2 separate regions of the Mus musculus genome follow, and region 2 is linked to region 1. A link is a contact called in public targeted proximity ligation data. All regions are on one chromosome and are shown on one strand. The core of a region is the stretch at or near the end of the contact, and the rest is flanking DNA. Distances in the headings are between cores, read along the strand shown.

What was found.
Region 2: a contact with region 1 is called in a targeted proximity ligation map of pancreatic cancer cells. A contact is called at or near these places in 15 of 39 promoter capture datasets (the 3T3-L1 cell line, 3T3-L1-derived adipocytes, the C10 cell line and 11 more), 22 of 484 Hi-C or Micro-C datasets (B cells, the C2C12 cell line, the G1E-ER4 cell line and 12 more), 15 of 130 datasets of targeted methods (craniofacial prominence, embryonic basal ganglia, embryonic fibroblasts and 9 more) and 4 of 9 other capture datasets (adipose tissue, liver, macrophages and 1 more).

The regions. Positions count from the first base shown.
Region 1 is chr19:10,735,067-10,742,618 of GRCm38.p6, reverse strand. Cd5 (CD5 antigen) reads left to right here and starts at 3,645. Exons shown (of 11, transcript NM_007650.3): 1 at 3,645-3,824. The coding sequence starts at 3,773. It overlaps A430093F15Rik (RIKEN cDNA A430093F15 gene), which reads right to left and starts at 1,672. Exons shown (of 4, transcript NR_027805.1): 1 at 1,617-1,672.
Region 2 is chr19:10,868,518-10,875,956 of GRCm38.p6, reverse strand. Tmem132a (transmembrane protein 132A) reads left to right here and starts at 6,178. Exons shown (of 11, transcript NM_133804.2): 1 at 6,178-6,418. The coding sequence starts at 6,331. Tmem109 (transmembrane protein 109) reads left to right here. Exons shown (of 4, transcript NM_134142.1): 2 at 1,471-1,715; 3 at 3,268-3,370; 4 at 3,808-5,297. The coding sequence starts at 1,479. The coding sequence ends at 4,199.

The DNA.
Region 1 (7,552 bases), core at 2,396-4,895:
AGGACCCAGTACATGCATTCCTACAGGTGCCTTTGTCCACCTCACCACTCAGGTTCTGTGTGTCTGCCTGCTTTATAGAACAAGAGTTCCTTTTGGGCAAATGGATGCAGCCATCTGAAATAAGAGACAGGTGGTATGTAAGAAAGGGGACATCTACCTGCCGGGAGACCTGGAGGCACAAACCTCACTGTTCGTGAGCTGTGCACCTTTGGGGATCCACCTAACCTCAGTGATCCTCAAGTGGTTCATCGGAAAAATGGGCTTGGTTAACAGCCTTAAGCAGCCTTGTTTTCTCACGTTTACCTGTGGTCAAACAGGCTCAGTGTCGCTCAAAAGAGCAACAGAAGAGAAAGCAGGAGTCAGAACTGTGGGCTGGCTAGAGAGGCAGCCGTGGTGGGGAAGGCTGGTCACTTTAGAGAGCCTCCACTTTAGAGAGCTTCCTTGCAGGAAAGCATGGGCTGAGCCTGGGAGACTGACCTCACACGGGGAGCACTCTACCTCACAAGCCCTGCATGTCATTACCAGGGCAGCTTCCAGATGCCCCGAGCTGCAGGGAGATGGATCTCGGAATGGGGCAGTAGCTTTCCTAATATCCCCCCTCAGAAATTAAGCCAGCTTCTAGACTCCAAGTTGTTTCTACCCAACTATGCCAGTTGTCACTGAAAACTAACAACCATGGATTCTAGAACCTTCCCTCTGAGCCAGTGTTTGTGCTAATACTCCACGGGGCATATCATAAGGTAGCCTTCTTAAATACATTACACAAGGGGAATTTAGGTAATTTACTTCATTAAGTGACTCAGTTTCACCACATATATGAGAGGCTGGTGCTGTTCCAAGGGAGGCAGGCAATCGGGAGCCTGCTGAGATCTCACCTGGCCCTTCTGGTGCACAGGGTAAGTGCCCTGGAAACCTCCGACCTCTGCTTCCCCCAAGAGTTCAAGCTGATGTCCTCCCACCAAGAGCCAAATCCTTTAGGTCCCAAAACAGAGGAAGTCCCTCCTCTGAAGGCACCTGGGCACACCCTTCCCTCTACAATCTGAAGGAGGGCTGCCCTGGGGTCATCCAACTCCCCTATGCTACACAGGAACCAACTGAGGACCCCAGCTCCACGGGACTCACTCAAGGTCACAGAGCAATGGCCACACTCAAAGAGCAGGTATTGGAGGGTCAGTACCTCTCCCTCCCTCCCTCGGACAGTCCCTTCAACAGACAAGAGGTCTTCCCTTGCTCTTCCACTCCCAGGCAAGGAGCAACAGTAGGTCAGGGGTGCACTCCCTAAGCTGGGTAGGGAAGATGGACAGCCAGCCTGAGCTGGTCGTGCTCAAGGCTGCCAGTACAGAAGATCCCAGTGACTGAGTCACTCAGTCACTCATCAAATAAACACTTGGAAGGTATCCATCCTATAGATTTCACTTAGTCATCCAACCAATGTTGATCTGCTTCAGGCCCTCACATTCCTCAGCTCCCATCCCCCTCCCCCCTTCACCCTCACCCCACCTCCTTGTGGCTCCTTTGCCACCTTCTCCCCACCCCCATCCAAAAGAACCAGTGTTGGAATCACTGAGGAGTGACCCAAACCAGAAAGTCCAGTAAGGCAACTCTCCAGAGGTTACCTGGTGTCGCCAAGGCAATAGGGCAGAGCCTGTCCCTCGGAGGCTGTTGAGGTTCTGAAACTGGCCTAGGGGGCTCATCCCCCCTCCCCCACCTTTGCCTCCACCAAGCGGCGGCATGGAAAACCCAGCCAGCTCAGCTGACTTCCTCTTGTGTCATGGAAAGTGCGGGTGATAGGACAGGAAACTGTCGCCTGGGGTCTGGGGTCCCCAGCTGGCACAGGACCTGAGGTCTAGGGGATGCAAGGTAGAAAACTTTGTGGGGTAGTTACTAGGGAGTCGGTGGCAGGGGAAGAGCTACGGACCTGGAGTGCAGGGACCCCACCACTAGGGTTCCCTCCGGTACACAGCCAGTAACTGAGGTAATACATTCAGACTTCTATGAAGGTTGGAACACATAGTGAAGCCACCTAGTAGATCACACTCAGGCCTGTGAAGGGGAAATAAATCTAAAGCTCCGGGTTTGGATTGCCTTTGATAAAGAAGTGAGTCTGGAGGTCTGTGGAAGGAGATGTCGGTTTCCTTGTGTGTGCATGTGTGTGTGTGTGTGTGTGTATGTGTGTGTGTGTGTGTGTGTGTGTGTGTGTGTGTGTGAGTGTGTGCATGTGTGTGTGTGTGTGTGTGTGTGAGTGTGTGCATGTGTGTGTGTGTGTGTGTGTGTGTGTGTGTGTGTGTGCGCGTGTGTGCACATGCGTGTGCATGCATGCATATGCGAGGGCGTGGGCTGGCTGGTCAATGGACAGTGAAGCTCTCTATAAACTGTGAGGAAATAGGCTCCGATGGGCACTTAAGAAACAAAGGGATGCTAGGGATACAGATCAGTTGAGAGTGTTTGCCTTGTAAGCATGAGACACTGGGTTCCAGCAAAGGAAAAAATAACAGACACACCAGGTAGGGACTGTCCCCAGCACCCAACCCATCACCACCACCAGACAAGAGTTTCTCTGTGTAACATCCCTGGCTGTCCTGGAACTCACTTTGTAGACCAGGCTGGCCTCAAACTCACAGAGATCACCTTGCCTCTGTCTCCTGAGTGCTGGGATTAAAAGGTGTGTATCACCATGCCAGCTGCATTTCTAGTTCTTGCATATCATTGATAATGTTGAATGAATGAATGAATGAATGAATGAATGAATGAATGAATGAATGAACGAATCTAGATCCAGAGACCATACAACATGGAGATCTCACACCCAACATGAATATCTATCTCATACCTAACATGGAGATCATACCCAAAATGGGCATCTCACACCAACAGGGAGATCTCTCTCTCTCTCTCTCTCTCTCTCTCTCTCTCTCTCTCTCTCTCTCTCTCTCTCTCTCTCTCTCTCTCTTTCTCTCTCTCTCTCTCTCTCACACACACACACACACACACACACACACACAGTGCTGCAAGTTCAACTCAGATGAAGACACTCTCCTCCCCATACTTGCTGGTAAAATATTACTCTTGGATTCTTAGGCACAGCAGCTCCCGCTTGTAATTCTAACATTTGTGAGACTGAAGCAGGAGGATTACCACAAACTCCAGGCTTACATGGGCTACCTAGCAAGGTCTTGTTTTGTTTTGTTTCTTTGCTTAGATCCCCATAGGGATTCAACTCAGATTATGGACTTCCAGCCCCGTACACCATCAGGAGTGAGCAGGGCTTGTGTCTTGGTTTTCCTTATTGACCCTGCAATAAGACCTGAAGTTGCTCGCCTGCACAGTCCCCACCCCACTCAGAATCCTGTAGGGAAGGCTCCTGTCTCGGGCCCTTGCCCTTTTACCTCGGGTGAGCTCTCCTGAGAGTAGAACGACCTCTCTCTGGAGTTCCCAGCCTCTCTCTGCCCCACAGTCCCATCCCACAAGGACACCTGGTTCTGCCCAGCCATGAGAATGGCCAGTGGGCACTACCGCAGTTCCAGGCACCTCGTGCAGGAAGCTGACAGAGACTCAGGCCTCCATTCTAATTGGGGCAGGTGGTTTCACAGGGAGGAAGTTGACAGTTCAACTTCAAACAGGGTTGGCAGTGACACAGGCCCACACTGCCTGCTTCCCCTTTCCACCCCTGTTTATGCCCCCTCCCTCCAAGACAGTAAGACACTGAGTCAGACACCTCTCCTGGCTGGCCAGCTGAGCTCACTGAGGCTGAGGCAGCAGAAGGCCATTATCCATGGACTCCCACGAAGTGCTGCTGGCTGCCACATACCTGCTGGGAACGCTGGGTGAGTCTCTGCCGGTACTGGGTACTGCCAGGCTGAATACCTGTGCATACCGGGGTGCAGTAAGAGGATCTCAGTTCTTCCCAGGTCTGACTCTGGGCTCATGTGCAATAGCAGGGAGGCTTAGGGTCACAGAGGTTAGGTCAACTCCCCATTCTCCGCGGGGCTCTGCGCGTGCATTGCCAAGCCTGATCCACTGTCTTTCTCAGCTTTGGGTTAGAAGTCAGTGTGCACTTAGTTTCCAACCTGTGCAGCCACCCTCTCCAGGGTGCCACCTAGAAATGCCTGGCCTTTATTTGGTCACCTCCAGGGAGGCACAAACCTGATATTGAGGATGCTCCGGGCAGAGTAGGCTGCGGCAGAATGGTCCATTTATAAGGATGCGGAAGAACAGAGAGATGCCAAGCTCAAACAGCAGCCCTATGTCAGTTCTAAAGGAGTCCCCAACTCATGAGCCTTGCTCCAAACCTGAGACCCTGCTGGTGGGCCATCAGTGACATCAGGAAAGTAAGCGATTCTTGACTAGCCAGAGGTATGCTGTGGGCGCTAGGCCTGGAGGCCCAAAGAGATCCTCCGGGTCACAGCATGTGCACAGAGCAGAGCAGAGATGTAAACTGACGTGGCGGGGTAAAGGCTGCTGGATGCCAGGTGGGATGGAAAAGAAGAAATGGCTTTCTACTTCACAGAGAAGGGTTGGGGGCTTCAGATACCCACTCTGTACCTACAAGAGCTAGGAGTGAGTGTGAGAATGTGTGACTCTGGATGTGGAGGGGTGCGTTTTGAATGTATGTATCTATGAGAACTGTGTGTGCACTCTCCTGGACACTATATGACCTCTTCACTCATGTTAGCATGACTTGGATGCCCACGTACACACCCCTTGTGCATTGGACAGTAAGAGGTACACCATGCCTGCTTGACAAATCTTGGCTTGCTTCCTGGACCTTACTAGGACATTGATGTGGTCCCTTTGGTCCTGAGAATCTCAGAAGCCAAGCCTTTATCCCCTGCCCCAATCCAGGCCTTCTCTGCAGTCTCAGACCCACACACAAGGAGACAGGACCCACCCATGGTCCCCACTGGGCATGGAGTGAGCTCTTGGCAGGACTGCAGGTACCCCTGTTCCATGGAAGCCAGAGTCCAGAAGAGATGGAATCGAACCATCACCCCAGTAGAGTTATCATTTGGAGGCCTGGGAGCACATGGTCCCTGTATGTTGCTAGAGTCTTATAGGTAGAAAGTAGTTTCTTAGTCGTGGGTAGGTAGGGAACAGCTCGCACTTTTATTTTACTTTTATGGTCCTATGATTGAACCCAGGACCTCACACATGCTACGCAAGCTATGGCTGAGCTACAGCCTGCCACTTTTTACTTTAAAAAAAAAACAAAACTGTTTTTAGACATTTGGGTGTGTGTGTGTGTGTGTGTGTGTGTGTGTGTGTGTGTGTGTGCATACATGCATGTGTACCAAGACTTTATTCCCACCCTACAACCAGCCCTCCCCAGCAGCCTCAAGTGTGCTATGCAGGAATGCCATTGGGTCAGAGGACAATTTGCAAGAGTCAGTTCTCTCCTTCTGCCCTGTGAGTCCAAGAGATAGAAATTGGCACATGAGTCTTGGCAGAGAATGCCTTTACCCACTTAGCCATCCTACAGGGCCCCAGCTTTTTGAAGCATGGTCTCCATAAATGACCAGCTGGCCTGAACTTACTCCATAACCCAGGAGTGTCTTCAACTTGCAATCCTCCTGCCTCAGCCTCTCCGGTAGCTGGAATTACAGGCCTGTGCCACCAGGCCTGATTTTCATGAAATCCTTTTAAATCCTTTTTTTTTTTTTCCTGTTAGCTTCTGAATAGTACAGAAAATATGTGGAGCCATCTTCCCATTTTACAGTGAGTGAAAACTGAGGCCCAGGAGTGGCAAGCGCATGGTGGAACAGGTGGTGAGCAGCATGGAGAGCCTGGCCTACATTTCTGCCCTCACACAGCCCCACCACCTCTGTAGGAGTAATAGGTTCCCAAAGCCATTCTCACACGTCAGAGCATGACCATAGGAGAAGCCTTCATCAGCAGAGACACAAACATCAAGGCATAGGGCTGTGGATACTCTAGGACCTAAGGAATGAAGATCTTTACAACCTGGCTAGGGTTCCCACATTGTCCCCTCTTACAATTTTTCTGAGCCTCAATCATTGAAGTGGGTTGGGGACGTGGCTCAGACACCACAGTAACTCCAAAAACCAATTTGAGTTCCACTCTGGCACTTTTGGCTAGGTGACCCCGGGCGCTGGTTTGGTAATCCTCCCTCTCCTTCACTGTAAGGAGAATAACAGCAAATGGCAAGGAAACGAATTAACTCACAGTAGGCCTAGCCTATATGTGGTGGAGATAGTGCTCAGTGGACACTAGGGTCATCTGGAAGCAAGGCAAGGCAGAATGGGATCTTACCAAGCGCTCGCCACACCATAGATCTTCTCCCCCTTTCTTCTGCCCAGGCTGTTCATCCACCCATTCGCTTATTCACTCTCACTCATTCACTCATTCATTCATCTACAAATCTGTTCTGAGCATGTGCTACTCAGCTCTTTACAGCGGCAGGAGCATCGAGAGCCAAGGCAGACATTTTGGCCCACGGGCCTGCGCCGCTCACAGAGACCCGACAGAGGAAGTATGGAAGCCAGCACCCGAATCCTCACATGTCTGGGGGCCTGAGCACATCACAGGGCCCTACTTGGCATATGGACCTGGATGTGCAGGCACAGGATCATTTGAAGGGACTGCCATTCCCTCTGCCACCCTGAGCCCCAAGTGCTAAGAAGAGCCAGCTAGTGAAAGGAGGGGAGAGGCACTTGGGTAGAGGAGGCCACAGGGTAAAGGCCATAAGGACAAGACAGGCTAGGTATGTGCTAGCTGAGAGCAGGCTGTGAGCTGCTCTCCCAGGATACACAGCTGAGGTTGTCTTTGGCTCTAAGCACAAAGGAAAGGAACCCTGACTGACCCACAGATCCTGGAAGCCATAGGTACTGGCTCTATGCTCATTCAGCATGGCTCCACCAAGGGGGTCAGATGGTCTAAGAATTCAAGGAGAGCTGACAGAGCTAAGAGCGTCAATTCTTTGTGTGTGTGTGTTTGTGTGTATGCATGCATGTGTGTGTGTGTGTGCAGTTAGTGTGCAGCGCAGGGTGGGAGTACCTAATTTGATTTCTTCTTAGTCACCCGGAGTAACAAGAACTTCTCTGGCCCTTGGTTTTCTCATCTATAAAATGGGCTGGGCATGACGGTAATCCCAGAACTAGGTAGTGTGAGATAGAAAAATCATAAGTTCCAGGGTAGCCTGTATTGCACAGTGAGTAACTGATCTCAAAAAATCAACCAAACAAAACAGACTATCAGAAGCCGAGAGCTGTGCTCCAAAGGATAACGGTGGTAGTTTCTGTGGATTCATCCAGACTGAGTGCCTACTATGTGCTGGAGATACACAGAGAACAAAGAGACAAGGTCTCTGCCCTGGTGGATCTGACCCAGCAATCAAGGTGTGAAGGGAACTAGACAAGAGATAAAGACAGTGAGTCTGTGGGTGCTAGAAGGTCACTCGTGGGTTGGTGATAAATAAGGGAGGGCTAGGTGGGGGGCATGCTGTTTCTATACAGGATGGGTCTGACAAAAAAGAGAAAATGTTTATACCTAGGTGTGGGAAGTGAGCTGCATCTGCCACAGTGCCTGGGGGATCCAG
Region 2 (7,439 bases), core at 4,929-7,428, 130 kb before region 1:
GGAGTGCTCTAAAAATGGTCTTATTATCATGGAAGGCATGTTGGAAAGGGCTGTCTTTCACCCTTCATCTCTGAAGATGTTGCAGAAGCCAGGCTAAAAGGCTAATTACTTTGACAAAGGAATCTTTATTCTTTTTGTGTATTATATGAAATGTGTGAGCTCTGAGCCAGGAAGGTAGACAAAAACCAAACTGCTGTATGTGTGTTTATATGTATGTCTGTATGTATATACTAGATCATGATCATTGACACAGAATGGCTTCAACTCCCACTCCCAAATAGGCCAAGGGACATGACTCAGTCTTCAGGTTGGTAGTGTCAGAAACTAGTTGAATTAGAAGATGTTCAGTGCAGAAGGGATTGCTTGCTTGCTGAGGATAAGAACAGAACAGAACACCTCGCACAGGTAGTCACTGCAATCTTATGTTGACTGTGGAGTAACAGTGGGGAAGAAACAGCGTTTGGCCTTAGAATGGATCTCAGCTTTAGAATTATTGAAGAGCTGGTCTCTATGACCAGGTCACACAGAGATAGTGCCATTAGAACCAGTGTGCTTAGATAGGGACACTGACATGCCACTCTCAGGTGATGTCATTGAGCAGCCCCAGTTGCGATCCACTGAATACTTTATCCTCCACCAAGGGTAGGGTTTGGAAGCAGAGGCTTGGGTTGAAATCCTTCTAAGCCCAGTGCCCTTGCACAAGTGCTTACCTGCAGTCTCTTTCTTCACACCTGTGCCCACAGGGGCCAGGGACAAAAACCACCTTGCATAATGGCCCCGCGGAGATACTGTTGCAAATGCAGTCATTCTTGTGTCTCTGTTAACCTGTAAATGCTCTATTTTATATTGGTGTACAAAGTGGTAATCCTACTTATTTGCTATTTTTAAGTGACTTTTCCCTATCATCTTTGGCTTAAGTACATTATGAGCTTCTGAGAATGAAGTCTTTAGAGATTTAAAAGTCATGTCTGTTCTTGGTGCCTACGCTGTAGAGACAGGCCTTCAGATGAAGAGTCTGCAGTGAGAGCTTGGCTACTTTAAGGCACAGGGGCCAGGCGGTGGTGGTGCACGCCTTTAATCCCAGCACTTGGGAGGCAGAGGCAGGTGGATTTCTGAGTTCGAGGCTAACCTGGTCTACAAAGTGAGTTCCAGGATAGCCAGGGCTATACAGAGAAACCCTGTCTCGAAAAACAAACAAACAAACAAACAAACAAACAAACGGCATAGGGTAGTACTTGCTGGTGTATTGATCTGGTAGAGAATACAAAAGAGGAAACTGTAAATCAGATGGTTGTGCCAGCATAGATTCCAAGTTGTGGTTCATCTTTTTTGGTAAACAGTGGATTTTAGGTTTGGCTGGGATGTCTGCCGTGGGCCAGGGGTGAAGAAGGGGAATAACAGATCAGTTGGGAGAGTAAAAATGTCCATTGGTTCTGGCTCACTGCTTACCCTATGGCCCTGTCTTGGCAGACACAAACATGGCAGGCGCACACAGCACTCCGTTATGGAGCAGACATCTGCTCAAAGCTGTCCTGATGGTCCTCGTGGCCCTTTTCCTCGTCCACTCCGCATCAGCCCAGTCTCATCGAGAGTTTGCCTCACCTGGTCAACAGAAGAAGGAGACCTCAGCTGATATTTTGACCCAGATTGGCCGATCTCTGAAGGAGATGTTGGATACCTGGCTAGGGCCAGAGACCATGCATGTGATTTCAGAGGTAAGAAAGGTTGTGCCTGTGGTGGCTGTGTGCAGAAAGAAAAGGAGAGACATTGTCAATGCCACCTCACCTCACCACCACATCTTTTGTCCTAGTTGCTACTGCCTAGAGAGAGCCCCACCTTCCACAAACACATCCTGGCACTTCTGCCTCTTGTAAGCTGATTGCCTGGTTCTTGCCGTCCAGGCTTTTTGCACCAACCCATCTTTCTCTAGGCTTGGTCCATTTGGCCAGAAAGGCTACAAAATGAGCTACCCTTATAAACTCATGTTGGTGGGTACCCATAACTTCCGACTTGACCTATCATCTTGAGCTGGCAGAGCTCAGAGATCTGAGTCCCAACTCTTCACCTGTGAAAGTGAGGTGGAGCTCATGAAGGGCCGATGGCAGGATCAGTTCTTCCACCCAGTGCCATTTCTAGTGTGGTGTCTCACCCTTCTGATAGTTCATACTGGACTGGAGAGATGGCTTAGTAGTTAAGAGCACTGACTGCTCTTCCAGAGGTCCTGAATTCAATTCCCAACAAGTACATGGTGGCTCACAACTTTCTGTAATGGGTTCTGGTGGCCTCTTCTGGTGTGTCTGAGAGTTCATACCAAAGTGCCAAGCCAGTGGTTTATAAGATCCGGAATATAGGGCTGGAAAAATGTCTTAGTGGGTCAAGTGTTTACTATGTAAGCATGCAGACACGAATTCAGATCTTCAGAACATACATAAAAACTGGGCATGGTGTATATGTCCGTAGCCTCTAGCAGTGGAAAGCGGGGTGAGAAGAGTTAGGCAGATAACAGGAGCTGGCTGGCTAGACTAGCAAGCAGAAACTAGAGCTCCAGGTTCAATAAGTGACCCTGGCTCAAGAAACAAGAGAGGCTGGATAGGTAGCTCAGCAGTTATAGAAGCTTGCTGCTCTCGCAGAGGACCAGAGTTTGGTTCCCGGCACCCACAGATGGTTCACAACCAATTGTAACTACAGCTCCAGGGGAATCCAGCATCCTCTCCTGGCTTCTTTGGTTGCACCCCACCCCAACACTTATTCATACACAAACACACATGGACACATAAATAAAAATGAACTTTTTTTTTTTAAAGCAAGTGGAGAATTGAGGAAGGGAGCCTAATGTCAGCTTCCAGGCTCCACATGGCCCTGTGTAGCTTCGTAGGCAGACACACAAATCCATAATGCAGTGTAGTTGTCCCAGCCCTGCATGAACATTCTTCCACATACCCTTATGATTCCCTTGGAGGCCTCCAGTTTCATAGGGCGGCTACCATAGGGAGATAGTGATTCACACACAAGTGCACATCCTGCTACCTCCAAAGCAGCTCAGCTGACCAACTGATGTCTGTCTTAGATGTCCTGGATTCTGGGTCAGTGAGGAAATATGTCAGAAGGGCCCCTTCACTGGACTCAGAGTCCATGGATCTTTTCACACAGACCCATTTCCACTGGGGAAGAAACAGGGCAGAGACTTCCCTGCAGGTGTGGTCCAGGCTGAGAGGGCCAGGCAGGAAGAGATGAGCCTCCTCCATGATGGCTTTGTCTTTTTCACAGACCCTGTTGCAGGTGATGTGGGCCATCTCATCAGCCATCTCTGTGGCCTGCTTTGCCCTGTCTGGGATTGCTGCCCAGTTGCTGAGTGCCCTGGGGCTGGATGGTGAGTAGCGGGAATGAGAGATAGCCAGCTGTGCCTGACCTTGCTGTTAGCGGAGGGGGGGCTATCTGCGTGGGGCTAGACAGATGTTTGCTGATGTCCTCAGAGGTACAGTAAAAGGGGAGGCTAGAGATTCTTACCACCTTACAGAGGTTTACTTGTGTTGGACATTGTGCAAAGATGTACTGTCTCCTCTTTGGTTAACCACAGCCTGTGGAGGCACACACACTGTTCTCATATAACAAATGAAGCTCCATTTCCAGTAGTCTTCCGGGAGTCCCAGTCGGGAAGATTGGGATTCAAACCTGTTTCCCAGGCCTGTAAGGATGGGCTATGCCTTTGTAATTATGGCTGTTGGGTCCCTTCTGCTTCACTCTTTCTTGCCCCTCTTTGCCCTCACCACATTGCTAGATTGCTGACTCTGTCCTTTTCCCTTTCAGGTGAACAACTCACCCAGGGCTTGAAGCTCAGCCCTAGCCAAGTCCAGACCCTTCTACTGTGGGGAGCAGCAGCACTGGTCATCTACTGGTTGCTGTCCCTGCTCCTAGGCTTGGTCTTGGCCTTGCTAGGGAGGATCCTGGGGGGTCTGAAACTTGTTCTTTTTGTCGCTGGCTTTGTGGCCCTGGTGAGGTCTGTGCCCGACCCATCTACCCGGGCCTTGATGCTCTTGGCCTTGTTAACTCTCTTTGCCTTGCTGAGCCGGCTCACTGGCTCCAGGAGCTCAGGGAGCCACCTGGAAGCCAAGGTGAGAGGGCTGGAGCGCCAGATAGAAGAGCTTAGAGGGAGGCAGAGGCGAGCAGCCAAGATGCCCAGGAGCATGGAAGAAGAGTGACAAGGGCGTCCCCAAGAGACACCCTCACCGTACCAAAGAGCTGAGCTGCTTCTGGGTCTCACGGACCTCCTTGCAGCCCCCTTGCCCTTTCCTTGCCTTGTGTCCGGAACCTTCACACCTTTACCCCTGCGCTAGCCCCTGGCTGAGAGGAGAGAACCTGTCCTCTGCCGGTGCTCAGTCAAGTGATGGCTCCCTGCCCTTCTGTGCTCCCAGCCTGCCTCCCCCAGGGCAGGTTGGAGCCCTCAGCCCTGGCTTCTGCTCTCAGCCAGCACCACTGCCCGCTGATCTCCGTGATGATTAACCTGCTGCTTCCTTACACAAGGCCTGCCCAGGCTGAAGCTCCTGTTTGACCACTCCCCCCCCCCCCCCCCAGCTCTTTTCTTCCTGCTCCCAGCCACACTACCATCCCAAGTCCCTTGCGGCCCTCTCTGTCTTCCTCATTGCACTGCAATGGGCAGGGGTAGGAGATTGGAGATAAGGATGAAGGGGGAGGAAAGGGTCCCTGGAGGCCTGTGCATCTATGCTCTGTTACAAGTGCCTTAGCAGGAGTCAGCAGCACCCTCCAGGTGCCCCTTGCCACACTGAATGTGGGAAAGTGTGCTGTGGCTACTTCGTGGTCAGAGTGAGCCCCTTGCAGAATCCCCACTCCAGCAAACAAAGCAACGGCCCTGCTGGGATTGTCGAATCTCCCTTGAGGGTTTCAGGGACCTTGAAAAGGGCAGGAGGACCTGCTGTCTTGCAGTTTTACCCCTGTCCACTCTCTGCCATCCAGAAGCAAGCGTTGGTCAGTGTTGTGTCCCAGTAGCTGGGAAGGGCACGGCTTTGCCCTGATCTGTTCTGCAGGGCTAGGAGTGAGCCTGCCACTAACCCCTCTCCACCACTTGCTCACTCTTGGCCTTGGCCTTGGCCTTTAGGTCCCTGGTGGAGGGAGATGACCCATGCCAGGTCCAGCACAAGATGTGAAGATTAAATGCCTATTCTTACTGAAGGTTTGATGTGGAATCATGGCTGCAGTGATATGTTTTTATCAGCGCTTGGTGGTTTTAAAGTGCATGCTATTTTATTATCTTCTTCTGAATAAAATGTATTTACTCAAAAGTCTCTGCTGACAAACTCTCTTCCTTCTGGACTTCTAGCAGAAATCTGTTGGGAGGAAGGGAGGGCTCAGGAAGGCAGGATGTACCTGGTACCTTTCCCCCTAGGACTCTGGAGGGAGGCATGCACTCTCTTGGAAAGCTTGCAGATCTGGCAGCTCTGTTGGGACTGAAGTTGCCCCTTCCTGCAGGGTGCTTATATTGCTAGCTTGGGGAACCTGGAAAAACTGGCTTCCCTCCCAGACTCAGGAATTTACTGAATAAGGTTCTCAATGTGGCTCCAGGTGGTTCTGCTCTTTTGTGTAAGGCCCGGGCACGTTTCTGTTTCTTTTTCCTCTTTAAGTTGCCATGGAGATGCCAAATCTGGACCTCTCCCAACACTACCTGAGGGCAAGGCTAGGTGGCACTGGGAGTCAGGACTCCCTCAGAAGGGTTGACCAGCCTACACCCTTCATCCTTAGGGACTCTTTCTGGGATAGGTTTGGGCATGAGACAAGCTGCCTCCACGGATGGCCTAAGGTGGTCTGGCCTGGTTTGGCCTCTCCTTTTCTGCCCCAGCAGCTCTGTTCTCTTATGTCCCTGAATTCTAGATGCCTTCACAGGTGAGATGCCTGTGGGGAGGGTATGAGGCAGAGGAAACGGGTTTTGTTTGTTTTTCTCCTTGATCATCGGCTTCCACGAGGAATCCCAGAACGCACCTTGTGCTTCCTGGCAGAGGACATCAATCTGCTTAGTCTCCAGGGACGCTGCCTTATTCCAATCCTAGGCACCCTAGGCACGGGGCCACGCTCTGGGTTTTGGGATCCGCAGGGCACTAGGACCCGGCGGGGCGAAGGGGACAGCCCATGTGCCTGCGTTCCCTCCCACCCCACTGCTCCTGCTCCATTGTCTGGGAACTGCAGCCGCGGGCCGGCGGCGCAGGGAACTAGCTGGCCACAGCGGCTGGCGCGGAGCGGGCGCGGGAGATGTGGGGACAGATTGCAGCCACCTGAGCCGCGCGCCGGTTACCCTCCTTTGGTGGGAAGGAGTGCGCCTCGATGACTGAACGCAAGGCTGCGGCCCCTCGGGGGCCCTACGGTGCCTGGTTCTGCCTCCTGGTGGCTCTCGCCCTGGAAGTCGTGAGAGGTCAGAGGGAAGGGAGGGGTGGGGAGGGGCGACCTGGCCCTGTCCGTCCGAGGCCACGCGCCATTGATGCCCCCAAGCCACTGGACTCTAGAACTAAACCTAGAGCGATGCCCTGGAGAGGTCTAACCTTGGGAAACCGGTTCCCAGCCAACAGCCCTTTGGCTTTCTTCTCTGTGCACCACCTAGATGCTCCTAAAGTCTTTTCACTCCCATCTTCACTAGCCCGGTCCCAACTCCTCTGCGAGCCCCTCTCCAGCCGCGACATCTAACCCGGCTGCCCTGCTTCCCCGTGCACCACCTCTTCCTAACCTGCAGTTCTAGTCCCCAGAAACCCGCTGGTTAGTCACAGGAATGCAAAACAGGCTCTTTGCCTGAGACCCGAGAGATATGCCTCTGCCCCCCCCCCTCTCTCCCTTTCCCCCTCTCTCTCTCCCCCTCTCTCTCCCTGTTCCAAGGAGATCTCCAACATTGGAGTCTTCTGGGAGAGTCCCAGCCTTGCCTTTCCGAGCCCTTGTGGGTGCACCCATCACTGAGTACGAAAGGGGCAGCAGCTACCGCGTGCCTGCCATAAGCTGGGGCTGAAAGGTGGAAGATGTTATGGGAATTGGGAGATGGCGAAGTAGTCTCTACCTTTCTGCCCCCATCAAGAGGGCTGGATTCTCCGTGATGGGAGACCATGGAAGTCCGTGGGAGTCAGGCTACTGAGCATCTTGTAATTATGGAAACATTGAATTAGAAGGTGGACCGGAGCCACCCTAAGGACCAACAACAGTCACTCACTTGTTACCCTTAGGGATACTGGTGCGCGGGCGCGCGCGCGGGGGGGGGGCACTCTAGAGAAAAGCCCCGCCGTCCCAGCTCAGCTGTGGGGCTGAGAGAGCTGGTTCTGGAACTTCTTTTAGGTACCTGCTCCAAACCCTGCAGAACCAGTGGGGGTCCTAATAACCCCTCCACAGTGAGGGAAGGAAAGCTTTTTCATTTGGCTCACTAACAATCTCACTTCCAGTATGATCTACACCAA